Regions from separate parts of the Mus musculus genome. Here region 1 is linked to region 2. Evidence: chromatin contacts called from public Hi-C data. All regions are on one chromosome and are shown on one strand. The core of a region is the stretch at or near the end of the contact, and the rest is flanking DNA. Distances in the headings are between cores, read along the strand shown. Region 1 has its middle 87 kb from the start of Gm40388. Region 2 has its middle 57 kb from the start of Gm26071.

What was found. A called contact is a pair of places that touch in the nucleus more often than the background predicts.
Region 1: a contact with region 2 is called in a Hi-C map of bone marrow-derived macrophages, with 16 read pairs. The contact joins two enhancer-like sites. A contact is called at or near these places in 1 of 15 datasets of contacts at CTCF or cohesin (the NIH/3T3 cell line), 1 of 484 Hi-C or Micro-C datasets (bone marrow-derived macrophages) and 1 of 115 datasets of contacts at active chromatin or transcription factors (embryonic fibroblasts).

The regions. Positions count from the first base shown.
Region 1 is chr12:35,831,938-35,836,301 of GRCm38.p6, forward strand. No RefSeq gene overlaps it. Among named protein-coding and RNA genes, the nearest start is that of Gm40388, 87 kb to the left of the region's middle. Within about 2 kb of position 1,859, at least 100 of the 459 cell types and tissues checked have an H3K27ac peak or open chromatin away from gene starts, as enhancers often do. A contact at or near this core is called in bone marrow-derived macrophages, where this site is marked.
Region 2 is chr12:35,382,208-35,386,383 of GRCm38.p6, forward strand. No RefSeq gene overlaps it. Among named protein-coding and RNA genes, the nearest start is that of Gm26071, 57 kb to the right of the region's middle. Within about 2 kb of position 2,199, at least 13 of the 459 cell types and tissues checked have an H3K27ac peak or open chromatin away from gene starts, as enhancers often do. A contact at or near this core is called in bone marrow-derived macrophages, where this site is marked.

The DNA of each region.
Region 1 (4,364 bases), core at 609-3,108, 450 kb after region 2:
GATTCTGAGTTACTGTGATCCCAGATTTAAGATTCTCAAGTGTCTTACCTATCTTTGAGGACAATTATGAATTTCTCTATTTCTCTCAGTCAGAACACAATGGTCACTGTGTAGCCCAACAAGTCCCTGTAAACCTTGACTAGATACTGTGCATGCTAATCAACTACTGTCCGTCCTGACTAGCCACTGTGCACCCAGACTAGACATTGTGCACCCAGATTAGACACTATGCATCCAGACCCTGCCATTGTACACCCAAACTAGACATTATACACCCAGACCAACCACTGTGCACCCTGACTACATCCTATGCACCCAGACCCAGGTACTGTGCATGCAGACCCAGCCATTTTCCACCCAGACCAGACACTGCACCCAGACTAGACACTGCTCCCAACCCCAAGCCCTGTGCACTCAGAACCAGTCTTTGAGCACCCTGCCCAGCCATTGTGCATACCCTGACTAGCCTCAGTCCTCTGCAAGTGCTTCCCCCAGCAGGCGTGTGAACAGCATTATCAACAACAGCCACAGTTAACTGGTTTTCCCTGAATATTTCCTATACAATAGGGACTTTGTTCCAGTTTCTTTATATTTCCATAGCCCTTACACAGTTGTAGCTTTGAAAATGCATCTCTTCTTTCTTTATTACAAATTCTGTGTAGGGTGAAACAGAACAGAACATATATACACCTACCACGAGTGGCAAGTGTAAAATTCCTCCTCCTTTCCTTTGCCATGTAAATTAAATAATAATTAACTTTAGATTAATTAGATCAGGGTCCTTACTAATCTTGGAGAACTGGTTGCCTTCAGAGTTGTTCAAAGATCACGTTCTGGGGAACAGAGAAATTACTAACTGATGTTAACTTCCTTCCAAATATTATAAACATGCCGTTCCTCATACTCCTCTCAAACTAATTGATCCATGTCCCATTCTGCTGTTCCCTTTCCCAGAAGTGCAGTCATGTTCTGATCCATTTTCTCTGGGTTGTTTATGGACTGAGATGAGGAAAAGAAGCAGAGAAATCTTGAGATTAGTTCTCCTGGAGTCTAATCCTTTCCTGGGATGTCTACTCAGAGCTCAGCCTCTTTCAGCAGCACTAGTAAGCAGACACTGGAAGGCTTTGCTTAAGAATGCTTTCACCCCACCTGCTCTATAACTCTTTTGCCACCTATGAGGTCATCTACTCCCTATCCTCCCTCCCCCTGTATGTGGGGGTGGGAAAGATCTGCAATGCCCCTGGCAACAGTCTCAGTAAAAGAGTTTGGTTGAGTTGTTTACTATCCTTGAAGCAACACTAGACAGGAGATGAAAACAGAAGAGGTGAACTGGAGTCATGCACCCAACATTAGAAAAGAAAAGGCAACGTTCTAGACAAATCACATGGCTTGGGAACAGGGCAAGGACCTAGCAGGAAAGAAAATTGCTTACTAAATGCTCCCTCTTGAAAACTTACAGGAGAAGATTTTTCAAGAAGTAAAAGATTCATAACCCTATGATTCAAGAATCTGGAAGTGAGTGTGACTCATTCTGGTTGCAAGGCAGAGAAAAGGCTGTTCTGACTGAGTAACTAGCAATCTCTAGAGAGGAGCAGGGAAATGAGGAAGCTGAAGAATGCTCTGTGGATACACAGACCACAGGAACAAAAACAAACAGAAAAGTAGGCTAACAAGACTAATTTCCAGATGAAACATCTCTACATTTTTATAGTCAGTAGAGCGGCTTTATTCGTAGTTTTTGCAGCAAAAACAATGGTCAAAAACAGGAGATTTATTCCTTAGGGCAAATACAAGACCAAAGGATATAAGGAAAGAATGCCTGTGGGCTGGGGCTATAGCTCGGTGAGTAGAATGTTTGCCTGGAATGCACAACACCCTGAGCTTGATCCCCTTTAATCCCAGCACTTGAGAGGTAAAGGCAAGAAGATCAAAAGTCAAAGAGCATCTTTGGCTACATGGAAAGTTGGAGGCAGACTGAGCTACATGAGACATTCTTAAGAAAGAGAAGAAAGGGAGGAGAAGGGAGGGTAAGAGAGGGGAGAGGAGAGGAGAAGAGAGGAGAGGAGAATGCCTACTTAGCCTCTTTCAGTCATGGGAGAGATGAGTCTGCATCACCAAGTAGCTGTTCTTATCCTAAGTAATCTAAATCAATTTCACTAGCGTGAAAAACTAACCTGCTCAAATATTGTATGATTTGTTCTCTTACTGCCATCTTGTGAAGTTCTAGACAAAGTGGATGACATTATCTCCATAGAAAATGTCTTATTCCTTCCTAGAAGACAGAAGCCATGGATGGAGTGCCAGCGGCTTGCTGCACCTTGATACTGAAAGCCAAGTACTAGAATACTGAGGAGCACAACGTCAACCACTGGCTTGCTCCTCTTCTGGAACTTGTTTGCCTCTGGGTGGTAAAAGGGTAACATGTTCCCCGACTTAGAACCAATTTTAACAGCATTGAAAAATGTAGATCCAATTCTGTATCAGCTTATCTTAAACCAACAAGATAAGAGGAGAGAGACATTTCGTCAATACAGTCAAGGGTCTGATTTGGCTGGGCCTGGAGTGGGGAGCAACCCCACATCCTCTAGGGACTCTTAAGATCATCAAATGGCTTCACATTAACTGCATTTCCTAGTAGAAAAAGTGCAGCTTGGGCAAGCAAGAGTTCTCAAAATGTGACTCAATGATAGTTTGGTGGGGACAAAGAAGGAAACGCTGGGAGAATTGGGGCTTGGGGTTCTTTTGTTTTGTTTTCAACCTCAGCAGGGTCTGAGGGCACAGTCTCTGTCCAGATGGTGTCTCTAAAAGACAGAAGATGTGAGAAGCACAACCGGTTCCTCCAGCTGCTTGAGCAGACCTGAGTCTCCAGAAGTACATGACACATAATGGGGTCCGACATACCAGAGACACACAAAATGGTGCCAAGCCCAGGGCATTGCCTGCTTCCTGCCCTCTGTCCACAAACACACTGCTAGGACATGCTGTTCCTCACGTACACCCTCACATTACACAGTTGCACACCATTCAAGATTATTGGACTATAGCTGACTGAATGAAGTATGTATACATATGCCAGTGAAATCCTGAATTAACCTAGATCTGCACTCTGGTGCTGGTCTCCAAAGTCTTCTTCCCAGATAACTCATTGTGTCTTCACCACCCTCACCCTCCATGCTACTAGAACAACTCCCCACAAAGGTCTACTTTAGAAATGGTGCTTTGTATAACAAGTTCCAGGACAGGTGATTGGAGACTTCTAAAAATGGCCAACTAGACATGAGTATCTGGATGCCCTGGAGATTTGCAGTTGTACAGAATTATCTTTACTTCTTTGCTTTGATAAAGACGGTTATTCTGTGGATTTTCCATCAAGAGTTTTATCAATATGGTTTGTAATGTTATTTAAGAAAAATGGGAAAATGGTTCAGTGTTTCTACAATCAGGTAAAATGTAAGTGATTGGATAACCATGAGGCATCCCAGTTAAAAGATGGACGTTGAAAATGGTATTTCAAGGACAATTCGAGGGATCTCATTCATGTCTTTTTGGTCGTTTATGCTTTGATGATGGTAGGAAAGGTCCATTTACAAAGCACAGAGGATGTGTGAAGTCAAAGAGGAGAGTGAACACATTACACCCAGAAACAAGACTTAAAATAAGTGTTCCTTTGGAGAAGACAAAGATAAGCACCCTATGCTGGTAAGATGTCTAGAACACCAGCCACATAAACGTAAATGTGTCGGAGGAGAATTAATATTGAAAACTTGAAAACTGTACACCGCAATCTCCTTGGGACATTTTATATGCCCACTCCATACTCAAGAGTGTTTTGAGGTTTTTGAGGTTCTAACTTCAGAAGTAATCACAGGGAGAGCAGCGAGAAGGCCTCATACCTAGACATGAACAACTCCTGTTACAAGAACTAGAAACAGACTACTAATGAATGAATCGGTTCTCAGGCTGGCAGTGAGGATGCCACAATGGAAGGGAAGGAAGTGGGAATGGGCATCCTGCCTGGAAGACCGAGGGGCAATGAGCCTCTCCTGCAGAGATTCAAAGTAGAAACGAAGATGGGTATCTCAGATGTCAACCACAAAAAGAGAGAAAAATATCAAGCTCAACAAAAAAAGGAATTTCCCTCAGACCATGCTGTCCAAATGCAGCAGGGGTTACCTCAAAAGTAGTGAGTCCTCATGAGGATGCAAGTAGAGAACATTTGTCCATGGATGAACGAAGCAGCATTTTGGTCTCCCCCCAACACAGAGGGCTTATGCTACCTGGTTCTGTAATTTTCAATATTAAATGTAATCTGAGCTTAAGTTTGTAACGAACCCAATTTCCATGAACCCGTTAAACCCCTCGGT
Region 2 (4,176 bases), core at 949-3,448:
TTGTATGAGGTGGAAAAAAATCCATTCTTTAAAATCTATTTATCAGCAAGCCATTCGTATGATATTTTACTAATTGTTCAGTTTGTCATAGTCTTATTTTCTTTTTCAATATATCATTAATGACTAAGTAGTGAACTTACTGAGCTCATGAAATCGCTCTGAAAGTGATAACCTTACCTCAACTCACTAGGCAACGATTAAGCAGAATATGCCTTCTGTTGTAAGGATCAATAACATATCTCGATGCTCAACTGTGCATCTCATTCAAGAAGCATGAATCCGCTGATTTAGTAAGGAACATTTGAGAGGAATGTAAATGACCTTATTGTGACTAAATGTTACAACGCACATTCTGGAGCTATTTCGTAGTCAAGTTCTTTGAACTATGGCATAAAAAACAAGTGTCAGTGCTTCTTGTCCTCTCACCCCAGTGACATGAACTATTGTGGAAGCCAATTTAAACCTACTATCAAACCAGCCACAGCAGAAGCACCCCGTCATCATTTCACACAAGCCTCTTCTTGTCCTACATCTTAGGCAATGTGCCAACTGTGCACCAGAAGCAGTTCTTGGTGGAAGCACAGCCTAGGGCATGTGGCTTCCAGTATTGGTATGTACTCTTTCTTCTTTACTTCTTATTCTACAACAAAAAACTAGGACCACAAAGACATCTGTTTAGGGAGAATATGACACAATCCAATGGGAATAAGTCAGTTAAGAGGAGCAAGACAAGTTGATTTGGAAAGCATGAACAATAGCTTGTGTTAGAGAAATATCTAATACTCATAAAAACAAAACATTGTGTATTATATTCTTATATTCGATGATACTGAAAACATTTAAAAAAGAATTTTATAGGAGACATAGTTTATAACTTCAAAGTCTCCCAAAGTAATCATAATGAAGTATACTGGATCTTCATGTGTAGAACCAAATAGAAATTGTTGGTTTTAATTTTGTCAAGATTTAGAGCAGTGACAAATAGTAATGAGATTATCTGAAAGCAAATTGTCAACTGTGCCAGGCTATTTATAAGCTTCAGAACATATTCTGGTACGATAAGAGTATGTGTCTGCTAACCAGAACTTGATGGAATAAGGTAGGTAGCATACTTAATTGTAATTTGTCTCTCCCCCCCCCCAGTAAATTAAGAAAAGAGATTTGCAACAGAAATAACTGGCTCATGACACATGGACTCTTAGTTTGATCTTTATTTTAATGCCAGAGATATAAAAGAATGAAAACACATGAATTGTTTCATTCTTTAAATATTCAAGTTAAACAGCCAAGGCTAAGCAGCTGACAAAGTGATTGAGTGCACTTGAAGTCACTGACACGGATTCAAGCTGACTTAGCTGCTCCAGATGGATTTCATGCTTCTTTCTATAAGGAGAGGTCATTTTCCGTCATTTACTTACCCCCTAATGTCTCTCTTTGTTAGACTTTCTGCAAGTATTAGCTTACAATACTTACAACTCAAAAATCTTTTATTTCTTCCTTCTCAGTGTTATGTATGTTAAAGCTAAAAGCTATGAGCATAGCTTATTCAGAATATTAGAGGCTTTGGTAGAGGGTATTTTAATTATGTTGTGCTCTTTTACACAAATGCATCATTTCTTCATCTTCCTCAAATCACTTGATAAATCACTTTGATGTCCCATGGCTGATAATTCCACCCCATCTCAGAGACTCTTCCAGCAACATATATGTTTTAAAATTATTTGAGTTGTATGGAGGCTTTGCAAAGGTGGCTCAGTCATTATCAGCCTAGTTGAGTTGATGAAGCCTAGGTTCATTGGGGCATATTGTCTGAGAAAAATAAGATGGAGAGTCATTAAGAAAGATACAGACGTTGACTTCTATTTGACACACATCCTCACACATCCCTGTATACACATGCCGCCAACACCCCTCACACCCCACACACCTCATGCACCCACATACACATTTGCAAGATAAATTCACTTTCCTTCATGTGCTTCATGTGCTTCCAGCTTGAACCCAAACCTTTCTGTATAAATCACCTTTCTAAGCCATCATTTCCTTTAATAAACTGATTTCAAGCTCTTCAGCTGTCAAATGTACAGGGGTCTGAGACATTTGGCAGAAACTTTCGGTTCAGTCCTTAATTTCAAAACTACGCATTCCTAGGCCAGGAAGCTGCAAATCAAGGCCAAAAAGGAGAAGCAGCTCAGTTCCAACCTCATCTGAGGAAACGAGCAGCTCCAGATGGTGACAGGCCAGAGTGGGAGCGCTGTGCCTAAAGGCCACAGAACTTAGATTCTCAACCTTTGCTACTAGGAAACTCTGGGACCACATCAGAGGGATGCATTAGAACTCTATATGCCAGCTGCCTGGTGGGGGAGAACATAAAACTCCCTACTGAAAGTCCTAGAGGAACTTTTAACCATGGAAGAAAGTGTTACTATAGCCAAAGGCACACTGAAACTTCTAGCAGACTACTGAGGTTAATGTGCAATAGTCATGCCACATTGTCTTTCTGAAGCTCACAGAATAAAATCAACTAGGAAAAGCAGACAGATGTACTTCATTTAATTAATGTAAATGTTAATGACTAAAGGGAGACAAATGAATTCCTGTGCTTATGCAGTAGGGATTTCTGCAAAAGATTTAGTCAGAGATTTCAACCATACATGCAAGTATTTCCACAGGAATAGACCCCACGTTTGACCTCTTCGGGAGGCTATGCTATTCAGAGACACTCTCCTGAACTCCTTCTTACATGAAAATATACAGGAAGAAAAACTCACCAATTTCTCTTCGTGGTGGTTTTACTTTATAAATATCCTCCAAGTTGTGAAGTTTTCCCACCTCAAGTTCAATTGCTGATTCTACAAGTTTCTTGAATGTTTAACACCCATGTCTGCGTAAAGGCTTACAATATGCTTCTGTAGGATCTTTGCTTCCACAGAACATAGTCTCCTGAACTAAAACATGGCAAATAAAATTCACAAATCTACTCTGCATTCCTTCTCCTGAAACTGCCCTTCTATCACTTCCATCACTTTTACCTCAATCTCCCAGCTTTATGTAGTTCTCCTCCTCCTCCTCCTCCTCCTCCTCCTCCTCCTCCTCCTCCTCCTCCTCCTCCTCCTCCTCCTCTTCCTCCTCCTCCTCCTCCATCTTTCTCTCTCTCATTTACCTCTGAGTCCATATATATGCATAGGTGTGAGATCAACTACTAGAACATGGACTAGCATGGGTAGCCACATAGATGTTCAGAATTGAGACTTCTTGGTGGATTTTTCCTTTGACGGGTGTGAAGTATCCTTCCCCATATCTTTTGATTACTTTTGGTTGAAAGTCTATTTTATTAGATATAGCAATGGCTACTCCAGTGTGTTTCTTGGAACCATTTTCTTGAAAAACTTTTTCCAGCCCTTTACTTTGAGATAAGTGTCTATCTTTGTTGCTGAAGTGTATTTTTTGTATGCAACAGAACTATGGATCTTGTTTACATATCCAGTCTGTTAGCCTGTGTTTTTTTTTTATTAAGGAATTGAGTCCATTGATGGTGAGAGATATTAATGACCAATGATTAGTAGTTCCTGTTATATTGTTCGAGGTAGAATTGTCTGTGTGAAATTCTCTTTTGTGGGGGGATTGTGAGATGATTAATTCCTTGTTTTCTTGGGTGTAGTTATTCTCCTTGTGTTGGAGTTTTCCTTCTAGTATCCTCTGTAGGACTGAATTAGTAGAAAGATATTGTTTAAATTTGATTTTGTTGTGGAATATCTTGGTTTCTCCATCTATGGTAATTGGAAGTTTTGCTTGGTATTATAGTCTAGCTTGTCATCTGTGGTCTCTTTAGGTCTGCAAGACATCTGTCCAAGATTTTCTGGCTTTTAGAGTCCCTTTTGAGATATCAAAATTCTGGGAGGTCTTCCTTTATATGTTAGTTGGCCTTTTCCCCTTGTAGCTTTTAATATTCTTTCTTTGTTCTGTATACTTAGTGTTTTGACTATTATGTGGTAGGAGGATTTTCTTTTCTGGTTCAATTGGTTCTGTAGGCTTCTGGTATATTCAGGGGTATCCCTTTCTTTAGGTTAGGGAAGTTTGTTTTTTTTTTGTTGTTGTTGTTGTTGTTTTTTGTTTTCCCTATGACTTTGTTGAAAATGTTTTCTGGCCCTCTGAACTGAAAATATTCACCTTCTT